Regions from separate parts of the Mus musculus genome. Here region 2 is linked to region 1. Evidence: chromatin contacts called from public Hi-C data. All regions are on one chromosome and are shown on one strand. Each heading gives the region's core, a stretch centred on a gene start, on an enhancer-like site or on the middle of the called end of the contact. The rest is flanking DNA. Distances are from core to core; before and after follow the strand shown. Region 1 has its middle 17 kb from the start of Gm21859. Region 2 overlaps Txndc11 (thioredoxin domain containing 11).

Evidence for each region. A called contact is a pair of places that touch in the nucleus more often than the background predicts.
Region 2: a Hi-C map of bone marrow-derived macrophages shows a contact between it and region 1, with 35 read pairs. The contact joins two enhancer-like sites. A contact is called at or near these places in 1 of 39 promoter capture datasets (embryonic stem cells), 3 of 15 datasets of contacts at CTCF or cohesin (CD8 T cells, the NIH/3T3 cell line and large pre-B cells), 26 of 484 Hi-C or Micro-C datasets (the AML12 cell line, B cells, the Ba/F3 cell line and 18 more), 6 of 115 datasets of contacts at active chromatin or transcription factors (the 230-238 cell line, T-cell acute lymphoblastic leukemia, bone marrow-derived dendritic cells and 3 more) and 5 of 9 other capture datasets (adipose tissue, embryonic stem cells, liver and 2 more).

What each region holds. Positions count from the first base shown.
Region 1 is chr16:10,895,669-10,900,302 of GRCm38.p6, forward strand. No RefSeq gene overlaps it. Among named protein-coding and RNA genes, the nearest start is that of Gm21859, 17 kb to the right of the region's middle. Within about 2 kb of position 1,888, at least 40 of the 459 cell types and tissues checked have an H3K27ac peak or open chromatin away from gene starts, as enhancers often do. A contact at or near this core is called in bone marrow-derived macrophages, where this site is marked.
Region 2 is chr16:11,089,893-11,094,526 of GRCm38.p6, forward strand. Txndc11 (thioredoxin domain containing 11) reads right to left here. Exons shown (of 12, transcript NM_029582.2): 6 at 3,924-4,036; 7 at 1,694-1,894. Among named protein-coding and RNA genes, the nearest start is that of Snn, 26 kb to the left of the region's middle. Within about 2 kb of position 2,844, at least 50 of the 459 cell types and tissues checked have an H3K27ac peak or open chromatin away from gene starts, as enhancers often do. A contact at or near this core is called in bone marrow-derived macrophages, where this site is marked.

The DNA of each region.
Region 1 (4,634 bases), core at 638-3,137:
GATGGAGAACTCTGACAGTTGACTTTAAGATAAAAGCAAACATGGTTTCTTGGAATTGATGGAAGGAAAGGAATCAGCTAGGGAGGAAAATGTGTGTGACGAAACCTTCTGTTCTTGGTTGCAGTGTTGGCCAGAGCCCAGAGCCTAGGCAATGTTTCTGCCATAGAGTCGCCTCCCCACCAAGGCGCAGCTCTGGGCAGAGAAGAGATCAGAATGACTGTAAATGGAGGCGTCTCCAGCCTTGTTCCTGGCCAGATGTTCTCAGCTAGAGTTTGAGTCTATGTGGGGGCCAGGCCTTCTGATTTTTCTTTTCTTATAAACAACAGAAACCCAGGATTTGTCTAAAATCTTCCAGTTCTCAGAATAAGCAGGCCATAAAAGCACACATGTGGCTGTATTTGGCCTGGAGCATCACTCAGAAATCTCTGGCTAAGGAAGCCATAAAGGCCACTGGGAGCCACACCTGCAGTGTCTGGCTTGGTATTCTGTTCTGTTTCTGTGAGACCCCAACTCAGAGCGTTTCTCCGTGGGAGGTAAAGCCCCTGGATGTTCCCCCAAGTCTGTTTTTCCCGATCTCTGGGGATACAGCCAGAAAGAAGCTCTTTGTTCTCTATAGACAGCAAAAAGCCTTTTTGTTTCTATACTTACAACCAGAGATGCGATAATTGTAAAAAGACCTATCCAGGCGCTTGCCTGGCTCCCTGAGCCAAGGACACGGAGATAGACCTGGAGAGGAGCTGCAGCTCACTCCCCATCCCTCGCCAGAGAGGAGCTGCAGCCAACTCTCTTCCCAACTCCTCCCAATTCCTCACTTTTCCTTTAAAAGCCCCCTACTGTTACTGCTGGGGGTCAAACTCCCCTGCCCTGCATGACAGAAGGAGTTCCTCCTCAGCTAGCTGATAATAAAGACTCTTGCAGTTTGCATCAGGTGTGGTTTTCTCTCGAGTCATTGGAGTGCTGGCCAGCTCATCCCAGGACTTGAACGGAGGTCCAGCTTCAGGGGTCTTACATTTCCCCTTGGACATTACTGGCCAGCATCTGGAGGAGCCACTGCCAGCCCCCGAGATTATGGGGAAGTGAAGTCCTGGGATGGGATGCTCATCCCACTGCATGCTTGGCTTCATCTTCCTTCCTAGAGAAGAGAAGCACTATTTTATTCTGTGTGCACACAGTCGGTGTTCAATAAATGCTTGTTGGAGGTTGTGGTGATCTCTCCTGAGCGGGTCAGGAGTCTAATGAGGGCCTGGTAAACATGTCACGTGCTTAGGACCAGTTACTCTCTGAGCTATGGCCACTATGGAAAAACAGACACACTGCCCACTCCACAAGAAAGGGAGCTGAGGCCCAGGGACATGGGCCATGTGAGGCTAGGGTGTATGTGCCAAGACTGCAAATCAAAGGCCACAGGCCAGTGCAGCCTGTATTGTCCTGGCTGGTCTGGAATTTGACCAGGTGAGCTACATACTCTCAGAGGTCCTCCTGACCCCGCCATCTGCTATTTGTATATTTAGTCCTGTGTCTCTAGGTATGAATACAGGTGCCTGTAGAGGCTGGAAGAGGCCATCAGATGCCTCAAGCTGGAGTTAAGGGTGGTTATGGGTGCTGGGAATTGAACTAGGGTCCTCTGAATGAACACCAAGTGTTCTTAATTGCTGAGCCATCCCTCCAGTCCCATAAAGTTTTATTTGGATATAGTTGCACATACTCACTAAGCAATTACTTCTGTACTTGCACACTGAGTAAGGACATGAAGTCACTGTGACAGAGACCACGAACCCACAGGCCTGAAAGAGACACTGCTATTTCTGCAGGCTAGCGAACTATAAATAGCATCAAGCTGACTGACTTACAATGACGCCTTAAGCAATTATTATATACCACACCCCTTGAAATTGGAGAAGTCATGGTTCCTAGGGAAGCCCCTGGGAGCACTACAACCGGCAGAGCAGACTGGAGAGGCAATCATGCAAACGTAAGTAGACCATGTCACATAGAGGCTCAGAGCTGAACTGGGAATAGAGAGGTGGGGGGATAAGGTGGGGAGTGTGTGGGTGTGGGGAGTGGCGAAATCATTTAAGGAGACAAGAGGTGTGAATTTACTCTCTATAGATGGCAGAAGGAAACTGAAGCTGAAGGAGCAGTGGCAGCTCCAACTGCAGGATGTGCCAAGGACCTGAGGCAGGAAAGATTCAGGAAGGCAGTAGAGGACCTGGATGAAGCAGCTGTGGCAGCAGAACTGGGCTTGCCATCCCAAGGCAAGCTGTGAGTTCTTGGGGCAGGGCTATAACAAACCATGCTAGCATCTTGTAACGTTCCCTATGGCTGCCAAGCAGACTGTAGCATGAGACACAGAGGGAGGCAAAGATTCCAGGCAGAAAAACATCATGCTAGTCTGGATCAGAGGTGATAAAACTGAACACGGACAATTGGGGTGGGAAGGTTACTCACATTTCGAGGATTCCAAGCCACCAGGCATCCCTCCAGGCTCTGGGAAAGAACCCTATGGTCATTGACCTCTGTGTGTGTGTGTGTGTGTCTGTGTATATGTGTGTGTGTGTGTCTGTGTATATGTGTGTGTGTGTGTCTGTGTATATGTGTGTGTGTGTCTGTCTGTGTGCCTGTGTCTGTGTGTGAGTGTCTGTGTGTGTCTGTGTGCCTGTGTCTGTGTGTGTGTCAGGCCTGTGCAGACGAGGTGAGTGGGTGCTCTGTTCCCAGACATCTTCCCAACAGCCCACTCACATAGAGGTGTCCAGCCTGGCAGCCCAGCACCATAGTGTATAACCTCTCCTCTTGGCCATTCAGGACAGCCTTGGTCTCCAGAGAGTGATGCTAGCACAGTTTGTCCACTGTGAGGTCCCCTGTAAGAGGAGGCTCTGCAGGACCAGGAGGTGCCAGGGATGCTTGGGTGTGGAGAAAAGACAGACCACAGACATTAAAGCAGCTGGCAAGATCAGGGGACAGCTATGTCCTCCACTCGGAGGTTGTCCTAAAGTCACAGAGAGTGTGACACTGGAGGGCACTCAGCAGCCCTGTGCTCCAAGAGCTGCCAATCAAAGCCTGACATGGGGCCAGGGAGATGGCGAAGTGGTTAAAACACTTGCCACCAGTGTAAAGACCAGAGTGCAGATCCCCAAACCCACATAAATACCCTGTGGATATGGTGACTCATTTCTAGTCTAGCCTTGGAAGGGACAGGTGGAATCTCCAATGCAAACAGATGTATTGGTGAGTTCTGGGTTTGATTGAGAGACTTAGCCTCATAGAACAAGGTGAAAATGCTTGAGGGCGATTCCTGAGATTAACCTGGGACCTCCACGTGCATGTGAACACACACACATACACACACACACACACACACACACACACACACACACACACACACACACACGGAAAGACAAGGAAATAAAAAGCCCAACATGGCGGCACATGCCTGCAATCCTAGAATTTGAGAGGCAGAGACAGGAGGATCATGAGTTTTAGGCCAACCTGGGCCAACCCGAGCTACATACTGTAACCTTGTCTCAGCAAACATACACAGCACACACTGTTTGCCAGCCAACCCCATCTGATGTCTGACCACATCCACAGGATCATCAGTTAGCATGGAACCCAGGACCTAATGTCCTATGCCTCCCTTTTCTTGCCTTTACAATGGGGTGAAAATGCAGTCATTCTCCTCTCCAGCAGGGCTTGGTCACTTAAGATGACCTCTGTGTGTGTGTGTGTCTGTGTGTCTGTGTGTCTGTGTGCCTGTGTCTGTGTGTGTGTGTGTCTGTGTGTGTGTCTGTGTGTGTGTGTCTGTGTGTGTGTGTCTGTGTGTGTGTGCACACACACGCACTGAGGTCAGGGGGTCCCCTTTTCCTTCTGGTCTCTGCCACTTTCCTTGAGCCTGGATCAGGGTTTGGCACACAGCACATGGCCAGTCCACACTAACTGACACTGGATGAGATCCCCGCCAGTGCCTGGCTTTACTGCCCTCTTACATCGCAGATCTGACAGGGGGAGGCACAGAGTAGCAGAACCTGGGCTCTAGACAGGGGCTGGTGCTTCTTAGCCTACCTGTTTCCTTTTTTCTTTTTTCTCTTTCTTTCTTTCTTTCTTTTTTTTTTTTTTTTTTTTTGGTTTTTTGAGACAAGGTTTCTCTGTGTAGCCCTGGCTGTCCTGGAGCTCACTTTGTAGACCAGGCTGGCCTCGAACTCAGAAATCCGCCTGCCTCTGCCTCCCGAGTGCTGGGATTAAAGGCGTTCGCCACCACGCCCGGCTTCTTTCTTTCTTTCTTTCTTTCTTTCTTTCTTTCTTTCTTTCTTTCTTTCTTTCTTTCTCTCTCTCTCTCTCTCTCTCTCTCTCTCTCTCTCTCTCTCTCTCTCTCTTCTCTCTCTCTCTCTCTCTCTCTTTCTTTCTTTCTTTTTTTTGTTTTTTTGTTTTTTGTCTTTTCGAGACAGGGTTTCTCTGTGTAGCCCTGGCTGTCCTGGAACTCACTCTGTAGACCAGGCTGGCCTTGAATTCAGAAATTCACCTGCCTCTGCCTCCCAAGTGCTGGGATTAAAGGCGTGCGCCACCACTGCCTGGCTGCATCATCTTCTTACTCAACGCTGTTTCTGTTTCTTACTCCTGTTCTCATGGCAGTTGGCCAC
Region 2 (4,634 bases), core at 1,594-4,093, 200 kb after region 1:
TCCTAGGCTTGGTGTAGCCACCACCTGGTCACTTCTGGACTACACAAAGCCTACAACTGTTACTAGCATCCTTGCCTAGTATGCCCTCAGGTGTGTAAGTGCTTTTAAGTGTCTGCCCAGACCTAGGCCCACAATGGCAATGGAAAACAAAGCTACCTGAGTTCCCTCCTTACCCGGTGTGCCTGCTTCCTTCTAAGCCTCTCCTGCCCTCTTCTTCCACTTCCTGACCCTGGCCTAGCTGAGCCTGACTGTCCTCTGCCTGAGTTATAAGCAGATTCTTGATTCTAGATTAGACCATCTTCTGAGACCAGATGCCAGTGTTTGCCACATACTTCCTCTCCCATGAGCTCCCAGTACTCAATGAACACTGGCCAGGCTGACCTGTCACGTGGAGGGAAAGTGCTGAGCAGATGCTGCTTGTCGCAGAAATGCATAATATTAAGGACCATACCAGCCATATGTGGAGGGGAGGTGACAGACTCCACCTACCTCAGAGCACCCATAAGAGCTTGGGGAATGGAGTCACAGGTGAAACTGAATTTTTTTTTTTTAAAGCCTGTTAGTAGATTATAGAAACAGAAGGTGTAGGGACATGATCATCTGAGAACATGAGGCTAGAAGCAAAGCCTCCCTTTGGTGCCAAATTTAACCTCAGCCCTCTGAAGTGAGGGACTAGACTCCTGCCAACATTGCCCTGCACCCTGCATGCTCAAGTCAAGTCACGTCTCAAAAGTTAAAGTAAAAACCTCCAAAGACCTTGTCAACTCTTAATCTAGATGGTACAGAGGCCTGGGCATGGAAAGAGCTTCTTGGACCATAAAGCATTCATGCAGTGCACACTTTGTAAAGAATGGAGCCTTGAGTCCCACTTCAGTTCAGTGGGAGGAACAGAGCCGCTTCACTTCTCTCTACTTTTCCTTTAAAGCCAGGCTGTGCAGCCATTAGAAAGCTCCCAGTCGGGATGGCAACTTGAAACAAATGCTGGAGAACAGCATGGCGAGCCTGGCTAGTGACTTCCTCCCCAGCTTCCAGAGCAGTGCTGAGAGGCCCAGGGACAGGCACTGTCTGCTTCGCCTGGGCTGTGTTACAGTGATTCAGATTATAGTTTGGGCCAATTAAGGGATCCTTGAAGGAAAGAAAAAAAAGCCTAGTAAATCCAATTTAGCAATCCCAGGCTCTCTGCTGATTGCTATTGCTCCCTCTAAGTGCCTCCAAATGATTCACGTGTAAAATGAACTCATGTCTAGAGAGAACGGATATCCCAGAAAGCAAGGCAGGAGGGAGGGAAGACTCCAGGCAGGGCAGCTGTCTCTGGAAACCTGCCTATAAGGTTTAGAGAAAGACACACATCATCAGTGCAGCTGTGCCTGGCGAGGTCCCCAAAAGTGGCAGGCCCTAGGCTTTACCAGCTTGCCTGAGCTCCCATCGCCCCTCAACAGGAAGGTCAGTGCAGCCATCTGAAGAAGTGCTGTTTACTAGGTCTCTGGGGAAACAAGTTCATTTCCCTTCTCTGCTATTCACCCCAGACTGGAGCAACGAATAGACAAGAGAAGCTGGGGAATCCCGGTCCCAGGCAAAAGCCACTGAGCCCCAGCAACTATTCCTGATGACTCCTTGTGATGATGGATTAGTTAGTGCCCTTTAACGTGGAAGGAGATCTATTGACAGGTGTCAGAATCACTAGGCCTCTTACCTCATCTAGAAGAGGATGTCTCTCGGCTAGGGGATCAAACGGTATGAACAGGAAGAGTGCTGGTCCTTTCTTCAGCTCATTGTTCAACAGCAGACTCTTGCCTCCATGAGGCTGTAGCCATCGGAAGAGGGTCTCCTGGTTTTCTGAGGCCCACTTATAGATGTTCTCAGCTGTGAAGTTCATGACTTCCCTGGGGAAGACCTGCCAAGGACAAATATAACAGAATAATGTAGAGGTGTGTTAGACAAGGCAGAGCGAAAGACTAGTACCGCACTCCAGAGGCCGGGTCAAGCTGCACTGTAAGGGAGGAAAAGGCACCCAGAGGCCATGACTACGGGCCATAAAGCCAACACTTAGCCCACCTCTCCACACAGTCTCAACAAGTGGGCTGAAAGCCACCATGGGAGCAAGAGGTGACTTTCATATCACTGGGTTCACCTTTTGTCCCCTGAGAGACTCAACTATCCAGACACTCTCCCTGTCTTCAGGTGGCTGTAATGACCTCTAAACACCCTAAGGAGAGTTACAGAGCACCACGTGGTGTTTATAATAATCTAGGTCCATTGTCTATTGTTACAGGATGTTATATCTTAATCTTAGCTTGTCAGATTCTGTCCCAGAGGCCAGAGTGAAGCATCCACTAGGCAGAAGCTCTAAAGGCTTTGTTCGAGGTCACCCCAGCAGCTGGACACATTCCTGGCATTGAACAGGGATTCAGCAGAGTGACCTGAGTTTACACGGGCTGTAGATCACATCATGTGTAGCAGGAAAGAGACACTTGGAGGCGTTTTCCCTTTGGGTTTTGTTGTTGTTGTTTGTAATATAAAAGTACTTTTGAAAGACACTTGATATAAATCACAAGTTTCAAACAATTTCCAGAGTGGTACTTTGGAAAGTTTCACAAAATGAAGCGTTGGGAACACTAGAATGGAGACCTAAGTGACTTCACATGAATGTGCCTACTGCTTTTTAAGACTCTAACCTTCCAATAATACTTCATTTGATAAAAGATATATGCTGGTAAACACTGCCCAGAACTACTGCCCAGTTCTCCTTTTCCCCCTTACTCTTCTGCAGTGTTCTGTGCTATAAATACACGTCGGCTAAAACGATGGTGTGAGAAAATGAGAGCTAGCAAAGCAGAGGAAGTAAAAAGTGAGACAGGCACAAGGAGAGTGGGCAGGCTGTGGAGAGGCAGCCAGCAGCAATGCTCAGAGGAGGACAGTGGGGGTTTAAAACATTTCTATTTGGAAAACACAAAAATACATTTTAACAGAATATGAATACCAAGAAAAAAAGCACAATATCTGTGAGCTCTAAGAATTAGACAGATGCTAAAATGACTGGCAAGCAAGGGCAATCCCTATTGAGTTTTCGACAGCATCTAGAAAGACCTGAAGAAATCTCCACTGAAACCAAATACCAGTGATCCTGTCAGCAATGAAAACACTTCAGAGGACCATCCAGAGGGCTCAGTGGATAAAGGCACTTGCTGCCAAGTCTGACAACCTGAGTTCCATTCCTACGACATTTGTGGTAGAAGAAAATGAACTCCTACAAATTGTCCTTGGACCCGTGGCGTGTGTGAGACGAAATAAATATAATTAAAAATAAAATACTTCAGAAAATATCCTGTCAGCAACGACTATTTAAGTAGCAAGAACACAGTTGTGAAGCTCAATGCTCAGAGTGGGTGAGTGGCAGCAGGCTCAGCACAAAGGCAAAGGAAGTCAGGAGACAAAGGAGACGGTGAGAACCAGGTCCTCTGAGGTGAGAAGCTATCAGCTCCTCACTGTGTCTTGACAACAACTTCAACACTGCACTATTAGTGCAGGGATAAGCTGCTCATGCCCCTGCACGTCATACAAGAACACACGAACAATACTGCCCAGTAGACGCTCATCTCAGAGATCATGCACCTAGAGTGAGAGATCACCACTGAGTAGCCGCAGCTTCACTCAAGAAGGGCAACAACCCAGCAAAGCTATTCCAGACTCTAAAATCTAAGCAAACAGGTTCTAGACAGCACAGTTAAGAGTCCTCTAAGGCACGGATCTTAATCAGGACTAGGTTCTAGAGTGGGCTTACAGGAATTCTCAATTTGTACATGAAATCACATGTTCTTTCCGAGGGAGAGGCTCATACATTTCATCCAGTTCTTAATTGAGTCTGTGACCTACTAAGGTTAAGAACCGCTGCGCTAATACAAATGTGATTTTAAAATACTTACAAGTGATGTGTTGAAATGTCTATGTAAATACACACTTCCAGAGTGCACTAAGGATACCAGTCTCGCAAGGTGTTTATCTGTGATAACCCCAAATCGCACTGTTCCTAGGTAATCTGAAACAGAAAATGTTCCTTTATTAAATAAGAGAGGGCCCAGGCCTTACAACAACACAAACCCACTGATCCAGTCCTAATGCACCAGCCCCGAGAGCACGGCTGTTGCTTGCTAACCTGGCCTGGCCCTGGAAGGAGCAGTTGCAGAAGCTAGACCCTTCCCTCGCAGTCAGCCGGGGTGAGGAGACTGCCACATGACATCCACCTGCAGCTATCTGACTGTCCGCCTAGCCACCCTGTTTTCCTTGCTCACACAAGCCTATCTCTGGGGAGGCACACGCTGCTGTCTCTGAGCACATCCAGCTCCTCGCCTTACTCATTGTGCGCTCACTTTCCCCCACTACCTGCCTAGTATCAAGTATTCAGGGGAGGGAAGTTTTGGGGAGATGGCGGGACTTTCTTCTTACTTTGATGGTACCTGTAAGTACCTATGTTGTCTTATTCATTTATTTACATCTTACTTTATCCAAATTCCTCTTAGGAATTTAAGTTCTTATTTATTGCTGCTACCCTAGTTGGATGAAGACGACTCTAAACTTCTGACCCTCCTGCCTCCACCTTCCCAATACTTGATTAAAGGAATGTGTCCCCACAAGCA